Regions from separate parts of the Bactrocera dorsalis genome. Here region 1 is linked to region 2. A link is a contact called in public Hi-C data. All regions are on one chromosome and are shown on one strand. The core of a region is the stretch at or near the end of the contact, and the rest is flanking DNA. Distances in the headings are between cores, read along the strand shown.

Evidence for each region. A called contact is a pair of places that touch in the nucleus more often than the background predicts.
Region 1: a contact with region 2 is called in a Hi-C map of whole body, with 2.9 times the contacts expected there. The contact joins the enhancer-like site here to the promoter of LOC105225409 in region 2. A contact is called at or near these places in 2 of 2 Hi-C or Micro-C datasets (both in whole body).

What each region holds. Positions count from the first base shown.
Region 1 is chr3:53,065,461-53,072,073 of ASM2337382v1, reverse strand. LOC105225425 (hairy/enhancer-of-split related with YRPW motif protein) reads right to left here and starts at 5,581. Exons shown (of 3, transcript XM_011203876.3): 1 at 5,239-5,581; 2 at 4,962-5,176; 3 at 1,214-2,943. The coding sequence starts at 5,411. The coding sequence ends at 2,021. Within about 2 kb of position 2,548, the one cell type or tissue checked has open chromatin away from gene starts, as enhancers often do.
Region 2 is chr3:53,027,842-53,034,452 of ASM2337382v1, reverse strand. It overlaps LOC105225409 (ornithine decarboxylase 1), which reads left to right and starts at 3,264. Exons shown (of 8, transcript XM_011203848.4): 1 at 3,264-3,491; 2 at 4,202-4,293; 3 at 4,345-4,502; 4 at 5,760-5,883; 5 at 5,942-6,115; 6 at 6,211-6,456; 7 at 6,519-6,587. The coding sequence starts at 3,317. LOC105225408 (hypothetical protein) reads right to left here and starts at 1,169. Exons shown (of 2, transcript XM_011203845.4): 1 at 584-1,169. The coding sequence starts at 625.

The DNA.
Region 1 (6,613 bases), core at 1,299-3,798, 38 kb before region 2:
GATTTCGGTAAAAACCCATATTTCAGACCACAATCGATCGACATCGACCGTATTTGGTATATGGTATTATCTTGACGTTCTTATGTTCTAGAGCGAAAACAAACTACTATGGACCAAAACCACGTCTACTTCCCTTATAATCCAATTTTAAGTTCCATTGGACATTCATATCCCAAAATGCAATTCGAACTTAAAGATGACCACCAAAAATTGTCCAAATCCGACCTAAACTATTCAAGTCCACAGTTAACGAATATGTGTATCAAACATTCAATTGCGAACATTTTATCGAAAATATCAGTCAATCTGTGGATATGTTATTTAAATTTGAAAAGAATACTTTCAGAATGCCTGTATGTGAAAAAAGTGTTGAATTGGATCAATAATTTCTTTAGCCTCCAGCTACATAATATAAAGATTTTCGAAATTCTAGTTGACTTTATACCGCATATATCGGGCAAATATGTTAGTTATTTTAATCAAATTGAGAGAACATGTTTTTTTAAAAACGGCGATTCTTTGTGCCTAAAATGGATAAAATCGGGTGTGAACTTGTTAAAGACCCCATATAACTTACAAACCTTATCAAAATTGTTCTTTTAATAAAAATTCTTATTTATTTTGTTCAGGAAGGCAATAAAAAGCCTTACCGTCAAAGGGTAAATTTTAAAAATCTTTAACAATATTATGACTAATCCAATGGTTTTGGATTATAGGCCATGGTATTCAAGGGAGAGCTGCCGTGAAAAATCAAATAAATTTGTTGGTGTTATGATTGGTAGGTATTGTCAAGTTCATTGCAACTCGTTGGGCATCTCTAAATTGTTTTTTTTTTTATCGATTGATCAATTGATTAAACAATTATTCTAGTCGCTTTAATTGCAATTTAAATGAACTTATTTTAATCAACAAACAACATTAATTTCAAACTTTTCTTATCTTTCTTATTCCCAGATGCATTAATTTGTTCGTGGAAGAAGCGCTACTTTAAAAACTGCAGCTACAATAAAATTTAAATAGAGTCGGAAAAAAACTTTTTGGAATAATCTGAGTTATGGTATCCTCAGCAAGAAAAATATTAAAAATAAAATAAAAATTAAATTTAACTGGCGTAAGTGTTATTTTTTCATGATTATAATTAGTGATTTCTCGGACATAAGTACCTTTAGCATGGATATTCTTTTTACCGACCCTTAGATAAGGTGTGATGTAAGTACTCTTTTTACCTATCCTTAGAATCTTACTTTGTGATTACTCCTTTTAGAGCCTAATATAAGGTACTATTTCACCAGTTACCGGGTAAACGAGGTAGTGGTGATTGACACTATTTGCGGAAATTTCATACAAAAACGGAAATAAAAAACGCATTAAACAATGATCGACAAGTGGATCTGGCCTCCAACCAGTTTTTCCTGTCCTCAGACCTCAATAGAATCGTCTGTTTCGCGCTATTGAAACCTCCTTTGAGCAAAAAATAATCAATCGCGCTATACAAATTGTGTAAAATTTGAATATTTCTTTAATCGGTACATCCAGATTCAGAGATGAAGTTATTAATGATATTTACTCACGGTTTGTTTATTTATATTTAAAATCATTTTTTTAATATCTATACAATATTCGTGTTTTAAAAGTAATAAGAACGCTAATACTATTTGTACAAGTATATCTACAATAACTTTGTATAAAAATATATTTACCATACATATTCTCACGTTTACCAAATGTATATTAAAGCTTAAATTTATTTAATCCTATTTCCCGGAAAATCCCTAAAGTGAATATTTGTACACGTTGGATCACTGTATGCATACATATGTATATGTAAGTAGATTTCACATACATATACAATAGTTAGAAAATGTTAACATTATATTTTCCTTATTTCATAATTTCTACAAATAAATTAGGTAAGTTGGACTTGCATTTTTTATCTTTCGTGACTAGGTTATGAATATCATTACTGCGTTTTTTCAACAACAGTTAACCGAAGTTATTGTTATACATTTGCATATGGCCGTTAATAGGCCATTTCGGCACCCCATGGTCGATATGGCTTGGAACCGTTCGCGGCCACGTAATTCGAATTGTACTCCTGTGCAGCTGCAACCGGATAATGTGTGGAGCCAGGGTAGTTCAGACCAGTTGCGGCAATGGCCGCAGTGGGATTGCGATGATCAATGTGAACCTGGGAGTTGGATAAGTCCGCATAAGTGACGCCTTGTTGATCGGTGTGCGTGTGTTCTTGCGTGTAGTGTTGAGGCTGCGGCTGCGCTTGCGGTGGTGGTGGCTGTTGTGGTTGCTGCTGAAGATGTGATTCGTGCGACACAGGTGTTTGCTGCAACTGTGACGACGCTGTCTGTGTTTGATGCGTTGAGAGTGATTGCTGCTGCTGTTGTTGTTGATTTGGCTGATTGGTTGCGTGACTTATGATAGGCATCGTTTCACTTGACACTGTTCCATTGGCCGAAGAAGCTCGGTTAACCTGTCCAGGCGCCGCTTGCTGCTGCAGCTGTTGCTGTTGTGTGCTGTGTTGTTGAAGGTGGTGCGGATGCGGCTGAAGGTGCGTAGTGCTGCTTGGCGAGGTGCTCAGTGTGGGATAGGCATGTATTGGTGTGGGCATATACGTGGGATTGAGGCCGGGATGAGCAGTAGGTGTGCCTGGGTAAGGTTGGTAAGGTGCTGCACTACAGTTTGTCTGATAACCACTGGATGCGGACGCCGAAGTCCAGCCGCCGGGACTGGCACAACTCTTGGCCGACAATTCACGCTGTTGCACGAAATACTGCAAATGCGACATGAGGCGTAGGCGAAGTGGGTCCTGAATATCCATACCCTCTATGGTCACTAAGTAGCGCGCTACCTCGGCAGCGCACTCTCGAAAGCCGATAATATGGTAATCCATGGCGAAGCGTTGAGGATCATAGCTGAACGATTCAATACCTGCAAACATAAATAAATGCGGTTATAAATAAGTCATTAAAGTCAGTCATGTATGCAAACAATTGCACTGGCTTTGTGAATCAATACGCTCACTAAGTTACACACTCGTACATACTTAAATACACACATTGTTCACATGTTAAATACTAAATAAAAACTATCATTATTTTTATTCCCACAACAGAGCATATTTCATAGCCCTAGTGTAACCCCTTTGCCCTGTGAGAGGGTGAGTTTATGCTAGCGTGGTGTCTCGGTAATGTCTGTATGTATGCTCATAGTTGATGGAATATACAGAATTATTTGCATTACGGGTGAATTAATAGCGCGACAAAGGCACTTGCTAAGTTGCATAGAATTCCCTTTGCTGTAGGCAATTGACTGCTGATCCTACTAATGGCACCAAGGTGGTGGTGGTTTATGGGATAGTTGGGCTGGCGGATTAAAATGATAAATTGAAAGCGTGGGAAATCCTTTTTTGGTGGGAAAACTGGTAAAACCGAATTCACGCGTACGGTTTAGGCATATAATTGACATAACGGAGTTTATGAGTGCCCCCCAAAAATGCTTTCACTTGTAGGCAGTAGGTAAATATTAAAGGTTTTTAACTAAAATAAAAATTTAAAAAAGTTTGTCAAGAAACTTTTAATAAATGAAATGAAATGATAAACAAATTATTATCGTCTGTATTTTAGAGGTTTTCTTTGATTTAGTGAAATTAAACGCCCGGCGGTTCCTCCATGCACCTGATGGGTCCTCAAGGGAAAGTTTAAGTTCTATTTCATAAAATTTAAATTTAAATTTGTAAACTTTTTATCAACACTTACATCAAACTAAATTGTAATAACGATGAAGATTTCAAATTTTCAGCACCAATTATTTATTATCAATTTTACAATAGTTACTTGAAAATATAAAATTTTCCTTGAAATTATTTTTTCAAAGCACTCTTAACTCAAGTCAAAACGTAAATGACTGCAAAGCTCACTCACAAGTGGCGACTGAACTAAAATATAACGGATATATCAAAGCAACATGCGACGTGATGTAAAAAATATTTAAAAATGCATGTTCATTCATGAAAATTTTTCAAAAAAGTAGTAGTTCGTGGAGGAAATTCCAGACGTTTAAGGGTTAAGAACAAATTATCATTTCTTTTTATATAAGCATTATTTCCTTTTTAGTTATCCTAAAGTGGATGTATAGTTACTAAAAAAATTCAAAGAAAAATTCTTCAAATTTTCAACTAATTATTATTTTTTTTTAATTTTAGCGATATACTTATATTTGATTGCTACTGAAACTACAGACAACCAAAAAAACGTTAATTACAACATATGAGACAGCATCTCGAAAAAGTGATAAAACTGTAAACTCGGCTATAACCCCAATAAAGAAGAAGAAGATATGTACATATGAGCTTATAATTAAGCAAATCAGACTTCATACTATAACAAACTGTTTATTTGAGCGTAAATGTAGTTTAAATTTTATCAAAATTTATGTGTGTATGTGTATCACTTCTTATCCGTTTTGCACAAGTTCTGGCATAATCCCTGGGACATTACTGCAGTGGTATTACTGAATGAATTTTCTATATTGTATTATTTAAAAATCATAAACGATAACAATTAATAGTGGATCAATTATTTCATTAAGATTAAATTTTTCGTTATATCACTTAGATTTTGGACGAATCGTTGGGTTTGAAGATTTCCGTTAGCAAACGCTTGATTATTTTCACATATCAATTTTTATTCAATTTAGTCACAAATACAGACACCTAGATTCTTGTTACTTTCAATAGAAATTTGTTTTTGCACTTCACAAAACTTTTATTTTCTCATAAAACACCTTCAATTTCAAATGAAATCCTCGTTTCAACAAGTTGTATTTTAACATATTTCTGCTTTCTACGCACATCCAGCATGCGCATGCGAATATCCATGTGACAATAGTGTATGTACGATTGTATGTTCACTAAAGGAGCTTATATGAGTGCAATTCAATTAATTTACCTTTTGTTTGCAGATTTTTCAAATGTTCCACGGTTAATTGTAAGATTTCAGCTTTCTCCAATTTAGCAGAACCTTGCTTTTCATAAGCCGTTGGCACGAGACGTTTCAACTCAGTGAGTGAAGAATTTATGCGATCCCGTCGCTTCTTCTCAATAACACCTCGCCTTTTCTTACGTGTCAATAACTGACAACTTCCAGTTTCGCTGGGAGAAACTCTAGATTTTCAGAAGAAGAAAGTGTTAGCTTCTTTTTATCAATTGAAAAGAGAGTTACTTACTGCTCTTTCGAGGATTCCTCAGAGTAGAGTTCATCACAATCACTTTCGGATAATGCGCGTTTCAAGCTATGACTTTGCGGTGGCGGAGCCCAGTGACTGTGCGGCGTACTCGCCACGGGAGCCGCTCCGTAGCCCCAATGAACAGGTGTATTGTTATGAAGATTATGTTCCATTTTCGTAGCAGAAGTCGACAATACACAATTATTTTGAATGAACAGGTTAGAGTTATAAATTTGTGGTCAACTTGATGCCTATATAAAAACCAACTATGTATTTATTTTTGTTTAATTATTGCTAGAGCTAGATCCACACGTGACTTATCGTGTGTACGAACGGCGTTCGACTGATTTTGCAGCGCATGACCAACGTGCGACCTGCATGTGCCGGCATATCCTGAACCCTTGTCCCGCTTAGCGAATCCTGCACAAAGCTCATTGTAACGCCGCCAATAAAAATCTGGACTCAAACCACCCCCTGGCTATAGCCAAGCTTGTGCCAGTGTCGGCTTTGCTGACAAAGGTGGTGACAACAAGCCCAAAGCCCAACTATCTATATACAAATACACATACATATGTATACATTAATACATACATGCAAGTTATATTTTTCTCTAACCCGGTTGAAACCCGACGTTCAGAGTTATATTTATTTTAACTTAAGGCCAGTAAAACCCGCCAAAGTACAAAACACTTTTATATTAATTAATATTTAATAATGTTTATTTAATTTTAACACGAAGCGTCAAACCGCTCGCTAAAGTAATTCCTTTCTTAATTAATGCTTAGTTTAACTTAACATCATTATTTATACCCTAGCTTAACATACGATATTAATAAGATTCTTAGTAGAGTGGGTATTATATGTTAAGTACATTAACATTGTGGATCTCTATATATAGATAAATAAATTTAACATAATAGTAGCTATGTAAAGAGATTGAGATCCACATATATGTAACTCGCTTACCCTTATAAGATTCGAGTCCCTTCGAATCTTTTAAATCATATATTAATGTATAAGATAGTTTTATAAATTTATTTTTTCAACAGTTGTACTTAATTCTTACTAAACAATTATAATTAGTTAATATTAATTTTGTTTTTGTTTGCGTATAGTTTTCCATATTTTTAGCATATACATATTGATGCTATTTTATGAATTGTTTAATGTGTTTAATTCAATGTTTAATGTATTGAATTCAGAGGTCTTCGAAATTGGGCAACGTCCATTTTATTGGGGTTACTATAATGGTATTTGTTGAATCTTTTAGCTGTTTTATGTCTAATAGCAGCTGGATTTTTTGTATATAAGTTGGGATTAGTTAATTCTAAAGATATATTCTCTCTTTTAAGATTTTCCCTGGTAATAGTCTTTC
Region 2 (6,611 bases), core at 2,015-4,514:
TTTAAGCCCTCAGGTCAATTTAACCTTTGTAGTTAGGGGAGCTATTGTAGCAGCACTTTGTAACCACGAAGGACATTAATGGGTATGTCAAAGCTTAATGTTTGGTTCCGCTTGCACTTAACTCTTCCAAATGTTTTTGTTATTATATAATCATTTAAACTTGAAAATTAATTTATTACAATTTTCTGAAAAGTTCAAAAAACGTTTAAATTTATTGTGTAAGCGGGGATTAGGCAAGACAAGCTATGTTTCAATTTTACTTATCGTTTTTAATTTACGCTATTTTTTTTACTCTTGTTATTTTTATTGATTTGTGTTTGCGGTCAAGGCGCGCACGCAAATTCATTGTTTACTACATTTTACTACATTACACGTGAGACTTTCACATTCATTACAAATAACACATGCAATCACGTGCTAACCTACACACAGGTGTTCAGTAGGATACTAAAGAACAGACGTCCACCCGAATCATTATTTCTCATCCTGAAAGTTTTGTTTTCGTTTTCGCTGCTTTTCTATTATTGATTTTTTCACAGACACCAAACTTTCCAACCAACCGAACTATTGTATAATTACTCACCTTCAAACACGACTTTTTTGTTATTTTCAGTAACTGTGCCATTCTTGGATATCCTCAGGTTAATCGACAGTATGCAACAAGAACATTCCAGCAAACATCTGTCATACATACTTCCAAGTCTTCATATCTTCTCGTATCCTAGTAAAATCTGGATTCTGTTGCACTTTGTTAAACCTCGTGGTCTGAGTGTATCAGACTAAGAAAGCACTAGGCGTCGACAAGGAGCCATGAATGTCAAGGAAAATGTGAAAATATTCCGAAATTCCAATTACGACTTAACGATTGGCCTGCTGGTAACCGCAAAGTCTGAGCAAATATTTACTAATGCTGCCGTCTGTAAACGATTGGTGCCACTGAGGCCATTGCGTAGTCGTATGCCGTCGGTGACATTTTGGCACGCACAAATGCATGGTGCTGTGGGTGAGAAAAGCTGTTAAAAAGGGACTTCACTGACACATAATGGTCACTGTGCTTCATTGACAGACTCGCATAACACACATATGTATACATACATATTTATATGATTTGGTTGCAGCGCAGGCGCAAAAAGGTCCGGATCATAATAACGTGAGGAAGAAGAAACTGCTTTGCCACAACGAAAATACTCGAGAAACACTCGTTTTTAAGCTTCCTAACTTAGTAAGTTCAGGAAATTATTTTTAGAATTTCTGGCTATTATTATATTTATTTATGTAATATGCATGAATGTATGTAAATATAGATGTATAAGTTTAAAACATTTATAACACTGAGTTTTACTCTCATTTGCTACTCCAAACATTTAACGAAATTAGATAATTCAATGAATATTTGCGAATTCGATCTGGCATATCTCATTCACAACTGTATTGTAATCATAATGAGCTCCACTTCCATAACCTGTTTGATAATGTATTTGAATGTTTTTGGTTGCAAATTGATTGATATTTCCAAATTTAGGTAATTAGGGCCCACGGATAGTAACGGATGTGTTGGAGTGTCCAATCGTTAAGTTTTTTTTTATTATTTTTATATACATATGATACATGCTACTGAAGTACGATACAATTTTCAGCTGTATTCATTACTAACTTTGCTGTAGCAGCCGCTAAGGTTTGACGTGTTTTTATGAGCTTGGTGATTTTCGTTTCGGATCATATACTCGTAATTTGCTTATGAATTCTTGGCCAGAACCAATACTATAACGATGACCCAGCCTCCATATGGTATTTCCAAAAATAAATATAATATAAAGGTCCGTAATTTTTCAAGATTTTGAAAGCGACGACATTAATATAGACAAATGGATAAATATTTTTTGACAAAAATGAAAATTCCCGTTAGTTTTTGAACATACCTCGTATTGACCCAATTTTACTTCGTTAAGATAACTCAAATATTGACCACTATGTGGTATAAAGTCAAGCGGAAGTTCGAAAATTCTTATATTAGGTAAATGGGGGCAAGTGGAAGTATTGAGCAGATTTTACACATAGTTGTCATGGATATACTCTTTTCGAATTTCAACCCAGCCCACAATTTAATTGATATTGGCAAAGGTTGCCAATATAGGTTTTCACCTAAATGTGGGTGGTGCTACTTCCATTGTACGAAAAGATTTTTCCTGAACAAATTTTTAGATCCATATTCTCTAAGATAAGTTTGCAGAAAAATTATTTTATAGAATAAAAAGTCGCACCGCTTTATTACACATATGTTTATACTTATTATACAACAACTTTGTTGTTGAATTGCATACTAAAATAACTTTACGCAAATACAATTCTGAACGCTATGTTTTCGGATCGTTATAGCTTATAACTTTATCAGACTATGTGAAACCCCTATCGTCACCTGAAATGCAAAATAACGTAACAACATTTTCAGAAATTTGCAGTGGCATGAATGAAACACGAAATAAAAGCGAACATGAGTGAAACAAAATATTAATATTGGTTAAGACTGGTTTATATATGACCGCAGAACCAGAAAATGTTGAACATATGTAATATTATGTATATAATTTGAAGTAGTGAAGCGTAATCAATAAGACACTCAATTTCGATTTTTTTGATGATACGTTATTTTGCATTTCAGGTGACGATATGGACAGTCCATATTTATCTCCATTGGTTTCCGATGTTTTACTTACAATCGCATAAGCTCAATCATAATTAAGATTACTTAATAAGGAAAATAGGTCGTCTTGGAAGATCATGATCTTGATTTCGATCGCTATATGCTACAGTGGTCCGTTAAAAAAATATGTATGTATTTCGGATTGGACTTGATTTTGATCGGTCAGTTTGAATAGCATCTAAATTCTAAAGTGGTCGACAAATCAAAAACTTCTTTATGAAAAAAGGACATTCGCAATATTTCTGATCTGTATCTCTAAAACTGAGGGACTAGTTCGTGTATGTTCAGATAGGCATAGCTAAAACGATTCAGCTCGTCATTATACATTATAAAGTTTCCGACGTTTCCTTTTAGGTGTTACAAACTTCGCACACTTAATGTACTCTGCTAAGTGTATAACCACGGAAAGAAATGCAATTACCTTTGTTAGCATTCTTATACATTTCCTATTGGGAATGCATTCGTTATTAAATACATATAGGTATATTTACTAATATATGCGTCTTCAATATTGAAAATATTTAAGTGATAAGAACGCGTGTTTCTAATTTTGAATTTCTAGGTTTAATCAGTTCGCGTTCATATTTTGCGTTGTTTAGACTTAACGCAGCAGTCATGTACAAATTCGGGGAAATAAACACATACGAGGGAGTTTTAGACCTTAAAGGAGTCGTTAAAGAAGTTGACGTTGAAGAAATGGAAGAGGCGTTAAATATCTGCGATCTTTCTACTCTCTCCCAAAAGTATAAAACTTGGATTAAACATATGCCGCGTGTCAAACCTTATTATGGTGAGCTAAGCAATGGAATTTTGATCTAATAGATATGTACATGTATGTATGTATATGTACAACTGATTACGAATAATGTTCAACAAATAATACTTAATAATACTACATGTTTAGCAGCGACTGTGTAATTTAATAAAAATAGGCAAACATATGCATATATTTTTAGGGTAAAATATCACAATTTTGTACATAAAAATTCATACATACATACATACATATGTATGTAATAGCTATAATTCCATATGTAAATTTCAAATTTAAGTGGCTTCAGTTAAAATCATATGTCTGGGTAAAATTTACATGCGGTCTAGTTTGGAATAAGTTGGTCACAGTATCTTTAAATACCACTAAGAACCAAGTCAACCTAAACTATCATATAAATTGCCTATAGCGAAAGTACCATGTTCTTTATAGCTTAAGTATTTGAAAGTTTTTAGTTTTAAAAACATTTTTTCTAGATTTCTCATTGATTGCTTGTGAAAAACGCTTTAATATCATTTGGATAAAGCCTTTTTCACATAAAATTAAGGTTCTTAAGCAGCAATTATTATTATTATATTATTTTTGAAACTTCTACACTCATCATTGAACTGTTTCCAAACTATGGCAGGTGCCTTAAAACAAAAGATACAAAATATTGTCGAAAGTTGCTTATTTCTTTACTTGAAAATGTCAAGAGCCAAAGACACATCTTCATTTTTGTTTTGCAGCTGTTAAGTGCAATGACGATGCGTTGATTGTGAAGGAGCTAGCTGATTTGGGAGCCGGGTTTGACTGCGCTTCCAAAAATGAAATAAAACTTGTAAGTAAATGTCGATTAACTAAATAAACATATTAAAAAGATTTGACATAGGCCCTGGAAGCGGGTGCCAAATCTGAAGACATCATATTTGCCAATCCTTGCAAGCCACCGAGTCACCTCCAGTATGCTAAAGAGAAAAATATTATGGCAAGCACTGTGGACACTGAATTCGAGATCTATAAAATTTTTGAGCACTATCCGGAATCAAAGTAAGGCAATAAGTCTGATGTCTACTTATATGAGAAAAAATATGTCTATAAACAATATGATTATGATATGTTTGAGGAAAATATTTCTACATATTAATCATATACTTACAGTATTAATTATAAAGAACACGGCCGAAGTTGATTGAACAGTTAGTGAGATACGCAAGTACGCACACTTCTCAAAAATCCTAAAACTCGTACGAACACTTTAGTTTTCTAGCTTATTTGTTGCTCATACATACAAGTACATATGTATATCTTCACACAGATGGGTCAGTGACTGACTTCCATTACAAAGATCGTAGCATCCAATCTCCGGCGAGCTAAATTTTAAGTATTAAAATCGTATTTTCTTTTCTTTCAACGGACGTCCCGGAAATGCAAGGTCAAACCTTTTCGAGAATTTCAAAAATAAAAACGTTTTTCTAAAGTACACGATGCTTTCAAAATTGGCTTAGAATTTGTAGAACTTGGTAAATGCGCATAACGTCAATGGTTTTAACAAAGCTTTTAATACACTTTGGATTTTTATTAATTATTTCTCTTTTATACTTACACAATGAATAACAATGTCATACTTTTTGTTTTTGTATCAAATAACTTGGATAATGGATAACAACTTTGAGAAGAAGAGACTCACGTCTTTGAATCCATATCTAGGAGTTCTTGACACCACAAAGGTTCGGTGGTTCAACAGTTCAATTGTGGTTCTCGAAACCTCACCTAATCTTACGTCAATATGGAACTTTTTATCTTTTTAGTTGAGTATGGGTTTATCATTAAAAATGCTGTTGACGGTTCAAATGAATAGCATATACTGTAAAGAATGTTTTAAGGCATTCGCTTTCCAAGTCATCTTCCGAATGTTGGAACAATAGAATAATAATCAAGTTACGTCATCCCTTGGTAAACTGTACGAATATAGTTATAGACTCAATATAATAAATAATATTGCAGATTCTGTGGAAAGTTTAAGTAAACATAATTTAATTTGTGTAGGCTTCAATTTAGGTTATGCTCTGCGAAGATTTTCAACTCAACTTTTTAATAATACTTTTAATTTAAACTAGTCCCTGTATTTCCCTCTATAGTTTTACAAACTTCCTCCTTATTTTTTTGATTCAATAATAGTCAAGAAAGAAAATTTAACGCACTGTTTACCCAATAAACTTGAAATATTTAGATAAAATCAAATAGCCTTAAATACCACCTCAGTATTTTACGAATTTTCTAACTGCCTAGCAATTTTATTTTAAGTTTGGTGATACGTTTTCGGTGTGAGGCCAAAGTAGCACAATGCCCACTGGGCGATAAATTCGGGTGTAATGCTGAAGAAGATGCTGCGGCATTGATGCTCCTCGCAAAAAGCTTGGGGCTTTCCGTGAGTATAAAATTTAAACAAAACCATACCAATCAAAAATTAATATCGAATACACCAGGTGATAGGAACCAGTTTTCACGTTGGCTCCGGTTGCAGTGAATATCCGGCCTATAACCGTGCCATTGCTACAGCAAAGAATTTGTTCAAATTCGGAGAATTGCTTGGTTTCGACATGAAGTTGTTGGACATTGGCGGTGGATTCCCAGGGGCTGACGATAATAAATTTGCTGCTGTGAGTGCCGATAACTACAACTGCCGCGACTAAGCGCTAGACATTATCATTATTTTTCAATTCCTTATTAATACTAATGCATTTTTATTTTCAAGATTGCGGAAATTGTCAACATGTCTTTGAATAAATATTTCCCAGACGAAAAGGTTGAAATAATTGCCGAGCCTGGTCGCTTTTTCGTAGCTTCGGCCTACACCCTGGTTTGTAAGATTCACGCCAAGCGAGAAGTGCGAGCCGGTAAAAAGGTGGATGTGAAAATGTACTACATAAATGACGGTGTATATGGATCGTTCAATTGTGTTTTGTATGATCATCAGGAAGTCACTGTGGAACACTTTTTGGTATGAAAAATATTCAATGTGATTTCATAACAGAATTTAAAGAATTAATATACCATTGTTAGGAGGAAGATGACAATCTCAAAAAGTTTAAGACTTTAATATGGGGTCCCACCTGTGATTCATTAGACAAGGTGTGTAACGATTCTAAGTTTAAA